Linked DNA regions of Danio rerio: regions 1 and 2 are each linked to region 3. The links are chromatin contacts, called in public HiChIP or PLAC-seq and Micro-C maps. All regions are on one chromosome and are shown on one strand. Each heading gives the region's core, a stretch centred on a gene start, on an enhancer-like site or on the middle of the called end of the contact. The rest is flanking DNA. Distances are from core to core; before and after follow the strand shown. Region 1 has its middle 70 kb from the start of alx4b. Region 2 overlaps LOC141378759 (a long non-coding RNA gene). Region 3 holds the start of onecut1 (one cut homeobox 1).

Region 1 (3,511 bases), core at 1,007-3,506, 350 kb after region 3:
CATGTCTTTGGATTTGTGGGCGAAACCAGAGCACCCGGAGGGGAGAACACACAGGGAGAACATGCAAACTCCACACAGACATTTTATATTATTTTGTCAATAAATATAAAAACGTCTTTGTGCGACTGATGTTGAATTATTGGACTTCAATGTTTACTTGAGTTTGACATAAATTCAAGGAAGGGTGTTGTCTTACTTTCCATGTATGATTTAGTTTTTTTAATAAATATTATTTTAAATTTTTAAGTCTATTTTTTATCTTTTGATTTAAGTAATTTATTGTGTTATAATATGTTTTGGCTATTTCATGGTTGTTCAAGACAAATATAATCATTAATACTACAGTTTGTTTTTTTTTTTCTAACTTTTTACACACGTTTTAAAAACTGTCACCTTTTTTTAAAAACTCTACTCACAACTCTCAAAACTGCACACTCAAAATACTAAATGCCTCACATCTCCTTCAAAATGTAACACTGCATTCAAAATGCCATACATCATAATAAAGCATTTGCATCAATTGGCAAACACGTCGTAATAAATGTTTGGATATGACATGGGGGAGTTAGCATCCATTGACTGGAGAAGCTTTACAAACAGTAAATTATACTTTACAGAATTCTTTCATTTTTTTGTAAAGGAATTTAAATTTTAGAATTTAGAAAAGGTGAGTATACTGTAGGAGAGGTCAAAACTACAAATTGTGGATGGATGGGAAACCATTTTTTTGTTGTTTTTTTTGGACCAGAACAGCCCGGTTTTCTGTCACCTTTAACCTATGTAGGCCTGTACTACCGTAAAGCGGTTAGTGATCAGTTAGTGTTTCCACATTTGAGCAGTGTGTGCAACCTTGTGAATAAATGTAGCATTTTGATTGATTGTGTTTGGAAAAGGAAAGCAAGTAGTTATAATTTTGTGTTTTAGGTAGAGCAATGTATTTAAAGTTTTGAAAAAAAAAAAGTTTAATCCAAGTTCAAGGCTAAGAAATAGCTTCTGCTTTGGGAGATTTGTTGTGTAGTTTTGAATATTGAGTGAGATGTTTCAAAATTGTATGACATGAAAAGATTTCGCGTGTAAGCAGCTGTCATTTATTAAAAAAAACTGTAATTTATTATTTTAGATATCATATACAGTACGTTGCAATTTTTTACTCACTTAAAATTTCACACCAAATACTAACCCCTGATGTTTCTGCTGTTGTATTCAATACATTCACATTACATTCAATACATTCTGCTGTAAATATACTGTAAAGTCAGAATTATTAGCCCCCCTTTGAATTTTATTTTTATTTTTTAAAATATTTCCCAAATGATGTTTACCAGAACAGGGAAATTTTCACAGTATATCTGATAATATTTTTTTTTCTACAGGAAAAAAAAAGTCTTGCTTGTTTTATTTTGGCTAGAATAAAAGCTGTTTTCAATAATAACATATATATACAGTATATATATATATATATATATATATATATATATATATATATATATATATATATATATATATATATATAAATATATATATATATATATATATATATATATATATATATATATATATATATATATATATATATATATATATATATGTATGTATAGAATGTATGTATAGAAGTGTCTTGAAAAATATCTAGTATAATATGATTTACTGTCATCATGGCAAAGGTAAAATAAATAAGTTATAAAAACTATTATGTTTAAAAATGTGTTGGAAAAAATGTATCTTCGTTAAACAGAATTTGACAGAAAAAAACAAACGGGGCTAAAAATAATAATAGTTCTGCTGACAAAAAAAATAGATAAAAAATATTCATTTTCAAAATGGAGTATACAGACACTCACACACACACACACACACACACACACACACACACACACACACACACACACACACACACACATTTTGCCCATTTAAAATATACTATCATTTTATGTAACCATTTGACCATAACATTAAAGTACATGCTAATATTTTTATGATTACTTTAAAGCATGCAGTCATCAAAATGTCTTTGACCCATTTCCAATGAACTCTTTTCCCCATAAACTCACCTTGTATTGATCTGATAACTATTTCTGGAAATTGATTAATTGTGAATAATCAAGTAATTAATATCCCTCAACTTAAGATTCAAGATTTTACATAAATACTTCTGTAAAAAAGGCAAAGCCAGTAATGGACAGTGGGTGTGGGTGTCCATGGCAAAAGGATGGATCTGTCAGTGTGGTCAGGCCTTTGCAGCCCTTTATCTGTGCTTAAACACTGACTGCTGTGGTCCTGATAACTGACGTCCCACTGCCAAAACCTGACAGAACAGTGGAGAACATCAGACATCTGCTGCAGCTCTGGGTGGGTTGCAAATCTTACAGTCCAGTTGCATCATTTTCAGAAATCAGAGGGTGTGTTTCACTGGTTTTCAGAGCTACAGCTTGAAAAATATACAGTCAAGCCTGAAATTATTCATACCCCTGGCAAATTCTGACTTAAAGTTACTTTTATTTAGCCAGCAAGTTTTTTGATTTTTTTTTTTTAAATGGAAATGACAATGAAAAAATAGCTATTTTTATTCATTCATTTTCTTTTTGGCTTAGTCTCTTTATTAATCTATGTACTTGATGTACTGGATGTACTTCCAGCAAATACACATACACTCAACACACATACACTCCCATTCACACACATACACTACGGCCAATTTAGCTTATTCAATTAACTTATAGTGCATGTCTTTGGAATGTGGGGGAAACCAGAGAACTTGGAGGAAACCCTCATGAACAAGGGGAGAACATGCAAACTCCACTCCACACAGGAACACCACTAGTGGTGATATTCTGTATAATATTATTTCTTGTTCCTAAAACTTGGATATATAATATTTATGCCGTTGTTTGATATATATATATATATATATATATATATATATATATATATATATATATATATATATATATATATATATATATATATATATATATATATATATGCGACATTAAAGTATAATAAGATTCTTTGTAAAAAAATAAAAATTCCATTCTATATCGGTCATGAAAAATCAAGTAGATGTAGTAGGTGTAGTTGTATGAAATAGTGCTTAGCATGGTTTGTGATTGTCAGTCTTAGTGTAACGATTACAGTGTGCTTTCTTTGGATTAAGTTAAATGTAATTAGAGGTTTACATTTGTTAGCTGTAATATTTGCACACGCATGCACACGCACACACATACAGAGCAAGCAGTATTGTGAGTGTTTGCTCTCCTCGTGGCCCTGATGCAGTAGTGTACATCAGTAAATCATCCTCGCGTATTGATCAGTCTTAGCTGGTTTATGGCCTGATGTTGTAAATGTCATGTTTTAACTGTTCATGTTTGATATCAATCTGATTAAAGCAGTTACTTCCATAAAGAAACTGTACACAACAAATATTCCGAATCTGCCATCAGTGATTACTCAGTGATTAAATAGCATGTAGATTACTATATGACCATCAATTTGTCAAAGCAAATATTTCTCT
Region 2 (3,764 bases), core at 377-2,876, 310 kb after region 3:
GCCAGAGCGGAGTCATGTGACTTCACATGTGGTATGGAAAGTAATCCATAATCCATAAGTAATATGTGTTGGGACAACATGAAGGAATTGCGTGGAACTCAGCATTGTTTTTACCGTCTACACTCAAAAAAGATTTTTACGGCATGTTCAAACTACTTATTTAAAATGAGCTGAATAAACACAATTCTTGAGGATTTTTTGGCACAACTTAACTGTTTTATGTTCAATCAACTTTTTAAATCATTTAAAAAATAATCAAGTTATAATAATATGAAGAGAAACACCTGTTCAGGACCCATTAATAACACCATTTACAGTAGATGTCATGAGCAGAACACAAAGTGCGCATATCAGTGTAATACACTTTTTTTTTTAATAGTTTCTAAAAGGGTGTTTTCAGCAACACCAAGAATATTTTATTGATTTTGTTCTATGTGAAGCCTTTTTATTTATCATTTGAATAACATTTTTTTCCGCCATACATAAGCTTTTGTGCAATCTAAAGGCTTTAAGAATGTATAAAGTTTCAAGAGTGTATGTATTACTGCTGAACATGAAGGAATTGCGTGGAACCCAGCATTTTTTTACAGTCTACACTCAAAAAAGATTTTTACGGCATGTTCAAACTGCTTATTTAAAATGAGCTAAATAAACACAATTCTTAAGAATTTTTTGGCACAACTTCACTGTTTTATGTTCAATCAACTTAATTATTTAAAAAAACAATTGAGTTATAATCATAACATAGGGACAATAAGAAGGAATAGTGCGGAACCATTTTTACAGTGTAGAGGGGGCCATCAAAAGCTTTATAAAGGGTTTAATCAAATATAAATATAAATATGAGGGAAAAAAACTGGCATTGTGTTTATAATATCACATTTGTTAATCCTTTATGTAATGTGTTTTTAGCATATACATCTTATACATAATATAATGTAGATGCATAAGCATATTATTTATCCCCTTTATAAGTGATATTATAAATTTAATTAAATAATATGAAAGATGTGGAGGGAAAGATCAAAAACAGCACAGCAATTCCTCCCTTAAAACATTTGGCAAATATTTATCCTAGAGATAAGATACTTGAGCATTTCCATTTGGGGACACCACAGCAATTAGACAGCAGCTTTAAACGTATCCAGTCATTTGCAGCGCTCATATAGAGATTCTCTAGTCAACCGTTGTAAGCCGCCATGTGGCTCTCTGTCAGACACAGTTAACACAGTTACAAAGAGCCGACACACTCCTGGCACCTGCACCCACACTGACCCACATTCAGACACTCGCAGCCCAAACCCTCCCTCCCCGACCCACCACGGGCCACAGCGCCTGGTCGCCCCAGCCCGTGCCGGGACACAATGGGGTTAGTGGCAGCTGCTCCCATGTAAATCTTGTCAGAGTCAAATGGCAACTGTTGAATAGCGAGCAGGCCGGTGGGGCACGAGCGTGGGGGTGTTGTGGGTGGGGGCCGGCCGCCCCTTAACACTGCACCACAAGCAGTTCATGTTCTCCTTCTCTATGAGAGCTTTCGGCTCGTGCTGCTCCAGCACAATAGAACATAATAGCTGGCGTCCGCCAGAGAGCCAAATCACTGTTTCCTAATCTCCCTTCATTAGGCCCCTCTCGTCCACCACGGGCCTGCTTCCTTTCATCCCCCTATCGCTTCGTCCCGCAGCCGGACAATGCTGGAGCTTCTGTCCTCACAAAGGGCGCAGCGGAAGTTCAGTTAATCTTGCTTCCCTTCCTGCTTGATGAAGAGAGAGAATGTGGCTTTATTCGGCCTTTAGTCACTTTACAGATCAAAGCAAACGTTATTGTGACTTTGCACTCACAGATGTCTATCTCGTGTTTGAATACAGATTATAAAACATGTTGCCTTGTTGGTTGGCGATTGGTCAATACAGCATTCTAGTAGAGCTGGAATTCATAATAACGACTATGAAGAGAAACACCTGTTCAGGACACATTAATAACCCCATTTACAGTAGATGTCATGAGCAGAACACAAGGTGCGCCTAGCAGTGTACTACACTTTTAAAAAAATAGTTTCTAAAAGGGTGTTTTCAGCAACACCAAGAATATTTTATTGATTTTGTTCTATGTGAAGCCTTTTTATTGCTCGTTTGAATAACATTTTTTTTTCTGCCATACATAAGCTTTTGTGCAATGTAAAGGCTTTAAGATATAAAGTTTTAAGAGTGTATGTATTACTGTTGTAAAGAAATATGCAGTTTGTGCAAGACATGAAATGGAACAGCAATAAAAAATATAAAATTGCATACTATTTTAATCAGTACTATATATCCTTTCAATTTCAATTAGGACTTAGTTTAGGTTAGGACTCAATTAGGTTTTACTGCTTCACTCTTCAAAGTACACTTCTAAAAAGTTCCTTTCCCCATTAAAAGAGCCATTTTCTTAGTGTTAATAACATTATAGTAATTTAAAGAACCATTTTCTTACTATAATGGAGCTTTTGTGGAATAAAAAGTTCCCATTGATGTTAAAGGTTCTTTATGGAAGCATCAATGCCAATAAACAACTTTTATTTTTCAGAGTAATTACTTTGTAATTGTTGTAGTATGAATGTGTGAAGTTAATCTAGTCAGAATGCACTACATTTCATATATTGTCAGTGTCATCTGACTAGTGTTAGGAGTAACGCATTACAAGTAACACAAGTTACATAATATTACATTTATAATTAAAGAGTAAAGTAACACATTCCTGAAAAATAAGCAATAGTATTTAAGTTGCTTTTTTAAAAATGTATAAAACTTTTTAGCTTAATTAATGTGCTTTTAAACATTGTTTGCTGAATTAAAATAAGTGTAATCATGCTGATTCACACTCATTGAGAAAATGAGCTCACTGCAGTAACAGACAAAAACGAAAATGGAAGTTTTTCATTTTGAACACATGAAAGAAAAGGGGATTGTCTCAATGGACAACATATACAAAAAAAAGCTTTCACATTGCTTTTAACTTGTTTAGCACCAGGAAGTTTTCAGAAGGTAACATTATTATAATTTATTATCATTCATTCATTTTCTTGTCGGCTTAGTCCCTTTATTAATCCGGGGTCGCCACAGCGGAATGAACCGCCAACTTATCCAGCAAGTTTTAACTTCCAGCCGCAACCCATCTCTGAGAAACATCCACACACGCATTCACACACACACACACACACTCATACACTACGGACAATTTAGCCTATCCAATTCACCTGTACCGCATGTCTTTGGTCTGTGTGGGAACCAGGAGCACCCGGAGTAAACCCACGCGAACGCAGGGAGAACATGCAAACTCCACACAGAAACGTCAACTGAGCCGAGGCTCGAAACAGCGACCCAGCGACTTTCTTGCAGTGAGGCGACAGCACTACCTACTGCGCCACTGCGTCGCCCCTAATTTATTATTATTATTATTATTATTATTATTATTATTATTATTATTATTATTATTATTATTATTATTATTATTTAAGGTAAATTTAGGTGTAGGTTATACGGTGTGTCATTAAATGTAGAGCTCCTTTATTTAAAAGAAAGAAAGAAAGAAAGAAAGAAAGAAAGAAAGAAAGAAAGAAAGAAAGAAAGAAAGAAAGAAAGAAAGAAAGAAAGAAAGAAAGAAAGAAAGAAAGAAAGAAAGAAAGAAAGAAAGAAAGAAAGAAAAATACCCTTAAGTTCTGAACTCAAAAGTAACTTAAAAGTAATGTAATGCATCACTTTCCATAAAAAGTAACTAAGTAATGCAAG
Region 3 (3,571 bases), core at 865-3,364:
TGCTGGATTTGAACGGATCAGTGGCCCCTAAAGCCGCCCGCCAATTGATTCTAATTCTCGTGAGGCAAATTAATGGAGCCCCAATCAGTTAATTAAGAAAACCTACATAGAGACCACGTCACTATAGCTGGACAATAGATGAAGAGATCCAGCTAGGACAAGACAGAAGAAAGACTTGTCCTTTTCTTGCAAACCCAAACACACACTGCGACACGTATTCAAAGACGGGCTCAGCAGTGCGCGTAACGTATTTTCGCACACCGTTTTTAAAACAAAAATATACTCAAGAGACTTGCAACTGTGTTTGACCTCAAGCATTACTGTTATAAATAAAAATTTATATGGAGGTCATAAACGTGTTGCAAAAACAGGTGGACACTGGGACGCTGCATCCATTTTCACGTGGAGACAATGGGACTGTAGTCACCGAGCCTTGCAGACGCACATTTCTCATCAAACTATTTTCTGTTGGCTCTTCCATGTTACTCGGCCAAACAGGCCTAAACAAACAAGCAAAGCAAAACAAACTCATTACACGGGATCACTTTACCTAGGTGGTCAATATTTAACATCGAGAAGCACAAGCTCAATTTTGAATGCATCAATATAAATCAAAAGTGACACATGATGCACGAAATAAAACCGCATAACCTGACAAAAGCTTAATATCCAACCTCCAAAAAGCGCTGCAAACAAAACATGAACGCTGAATGGAAACTAATATGAAGTGTTGTGATGAAATGAGGGTGATACACTGAAGATAAGAGAAGAAGTGTGTATTACCTATTGTTCTCTCACCTGCGAGCCTGAGCGCGGACATTCTCTGAAACTCAGGCTCCTGCAACCATTTCCACATCCTACGGAAGGTTTCCCGACCAGACTTGAGCTTGCTCCAGGGCTTAGGGTTCCGGAGCAGGTCCGAAAGCGTCCCTTGCGAGCGACACAGCACCCTCTGGGCGAAGATGGCCTGTGGAATGCTGTATCTTTTGAGTTCAGTGGTGATCCTTTGGGCCACTTCTTTGGTATTGACCTCTTCCATCTGACCCGAACTGCTACCGTTGTTGAGCTGCGATCCGGGAACGGAGGAGTGGTTCTGCTCCCGAGTGGAGCCCAGCACCTGTCCGTGGCCCTGGGCGTTGAGATGGGCGTGCGGGTGATGGTGGATGCCGTTGATCGGCACCATGCTCGCCGAAGACGCGCTCATGTGCTGCTCCCCGTGTCGAGCCAACATCGCGGGGTGATGTGCCTCGAATCCGTTGGGTGTAAGCATCTTCTCGGCGGGCATGGTGGCCCCGGGGTGCGCGTACGGCGGCAGCCCCTGCTGCGAGTTGTGAATGCCGCTCAGTCCGGATCCAGACAAGGGCGAAAGGCTCTGTCCCATACTGGCAACATCCTTGTGGTAGGGAGAGTAGAGGTTGTTCATCGGAGCCAGACCCCTATCGTCCCTCATCAAGGTGAAGCTCCCGCTGACGTTCCCCGGGATCCTTTGGTGCGGGTGGTGATGGTGGTGGTGGTGATGATGATGGTGGTGCGGAAATTTGTCGGAGACGGTGGAGATGGGCGGTAAAGGCTGCAGCGGAGTGAGGGTGGTATAGGTGCTGCTCATGCTCATCCCGGGGGGAGCCTCGCATGCCATGCTCATGGCCGGGTGCAGGTGCGTGGCGAGCCCGGGATGCTCCGGGGGCCGGTGGTGATGATAGTCGCCGCTGTCCAGGATTGAAGCCATGCCCATGGAGCGCGCATGGGCTGACAGACTGCTCCGATGACTCCTGTGATGAGCGCTGTCTCCGGTCATGAGATCCGCCGCGCTGTGGACCGGTTCATGGCTCACTCCGTGCAGATCGCCAATGTTCTCCATCGACAGCTGGGCGTTCATTATACGTGCAAGCTTGTGGACAAATCATCTATCTGATATAGCGGAGCAGTGTCCACAGAAGTGCTCTCATTGGAAAAGTTCTGTTCTTATATGGAGTAATTTTTCTTTGCTTTCTTTTCTATTTTTTCCCTTTTTTCTATGTTTTATAAAGTTTTAATATTTTTTCTAAATGTTAAGGCCCCCGTCCCTTCAGCAGTGCATGGTGTCGGTGTGCTCGCGTCCCTCGCCATCTCTTGCCATGTCTGCTGTTGTTTCGCGCACTGATCCGTGCTGCGGCTGCTGCTCTGCTTTCCCGCGCATGCGCGCTGATCCCAACTCCTTTTACGTCACTTATTAAGGAAGTTGCACCCCATTGCTATTAAATAAAAATGCCTCCTTTTGGATGTATAGCATGAACAACCTTACACAAGCTGTTATGCTTAGAAAATAATAAAAGATGTGAAATGGATTGGAATGAAGTGTTAAGCTGCATATGTTTTGATTAAACATCAGATGAAGCATCGTGCGTCTGAATAATGCATGTATAAAGGTAATTAGTTTGGAAGAACCTCCTTAATTCAATGGAAAAAGAAAACACACTTCCGGGTTCACCTGGGGGCCTTCACTTGCATGAATATGCATATCAAATCCCTTAATCTTCAAATTTCTTTGAATTGTTTACATGTATTTACAGATATACTAGGCTTAGCTACAAAATTAAATATACATCATTATCATCATCACATCCAATCTAAATAAGGAAGGACGAACTGCACAGGGTATTTAAACATTTTCTTTATTTTCAGAAAATCATACAAATACACATTATTCAATGTAATTCATCTCGTCTCATGCAGAGTTGGAGTGTTTTTGAGTTCAAGGACAGACTTATTGGTAATAGGCGGAGAAAGGCTGGACAGATGTTTCTATTGTTGTGCTATTAAGAGTAACGAACCAAGCCATCAGGAGTGTGTCCCGCTTCCGTGGCCTGGCAGTATAATGACACAGCACATTACGTTTCATGGGTGAACTTCATTTTGCACATAAATTAATAGGCAAAACCCGATTATCCTGCAAATCAGTGCGATAAACATGCATTCGTTTTTCTTGGATATACAGGTTTCCATGAATACAATTGAACTCCATTGAGAAACAAAAGTGCCACAGTGCGACTTTATAAAATGCGGGTAACCAATAGATAAATGTACATACAATTACTGTAGCTTGTATAGGCTAAAATAGGTGGGAGATTAAAATGTAATAATTAATAAATTGACATTATTTATACGCAAAAGTTTTTAAAGTGAACAAAAATGAGCTAGGCAGTTATTAGCCCCCCTGAACACCCCCACGCCCATATTACAGAGATATCACTTTGCACGACTTCACATTGTTTATAGTTAAAATCGACTCCAAAAAGTCAGTTTCATGACCAGTCAGGCGAGAGAACGGGATAACCGGACAGTTAGGAGCCTCGGCGAAAGCGTCCAAGCCCGGGTGGGGTGACAGCTTGCAGTGGTCAGTCCTGGGGCCCCCAGCCCTGGGCCCCCCGCTCGTGCGCATATAGGGGACATGTCAAAGGTGACGCTTCAAGACTCCTGAAGCTAACAGCTGCGGGGGAGGGAGAGAGATTAACTTTTTCAGACTTTTCCTTGTTTCTTAGGGACCTGCTTAGTGACAAAACACACATGCATCTGTCAGGGTCAAGAACAATGC

What was found. Hi-C and Micro-C count contacts between places; a contact is called where the count stands out from the background. HiChIP or PLAC-seq counts read pairs in DNA pulled down with a chosen protein or histone mark.
Region 1: an H3K4me3 HiChIP or PLAC-seq map of embryo shows a contact between it and region 3, with 7 times the contacts expected there. The contact joins the enhancer-like site here to the promoter of onecut1 in region 3. A contact is called at or near these places in 5 of 18 Hi-C or Micro-C datasets (caudal fin, embryo, hematopoietic stem cells and 1 more) and 2 of 4 datasets of contacts at active chromatin or transcription factors (caudal fin and embryo).
Region 2: a Micro-C map of caudal fin shows a contact between it and region 3, with 14 times the contacts expected there. The contact joins the enhancer-like site here to the promoter of onecut1 in region 3. A contact is called at or near these places in 5 of 18 Hi-C or Micro-C datasets (caudal fin, embryo and hematopoietic stem cells) and 1 of 4 datasets of contacts at active chromatin or transcription factors (embryo).

The regions. Positions count from the first base shown.
Region 1 is chr18:41,316,251-41,319,761 of GRCz12tu, reverse strand. No RefSeq gene overlaps it. Among named protein-coding and RNA genes, the nearest start is that of alx4b, 70 kb to the right of the region's middle. Within about 2 kb of position 2,256, at least 6 of the 62 cell types and tissues checked have an H3K27ac peak or open chromatin away from gene starts, as enhancers often do.
Region 2 is chr18:41,353,538-41,357,301 of GRCz12tu, reverse strand. The region is part of intron 1 of LOC141378759 (a long non-coding RNA gene); the gene reads right to left. Among named protein-coding and RNA genes, the nearest start is that of alx4b, 110 kb to the right of the region's middle. Within about 2 kb of position 1,626, at least 25 of the 62 cell types and tissues checked have an H3K27ac peak or open chromatin away from gene starts, as enhancers often do.
Region 3 is chr18:41,667,722-41,671,292 of GRCz12tu, reverse strand. onecut1 (one cut homeobox 1) reads right to left here and starts at 2,114. Exons shown (of 2, transcript NM_200573.1): 1 at 784-2,114. The coding sequence starts at 1,876. It overlaps LOC141378760 (a long non-coding RNA gene), which reads right to left. Exons shown (of 2, transcript XR_012394089.1): 2 at 2,630-3,466.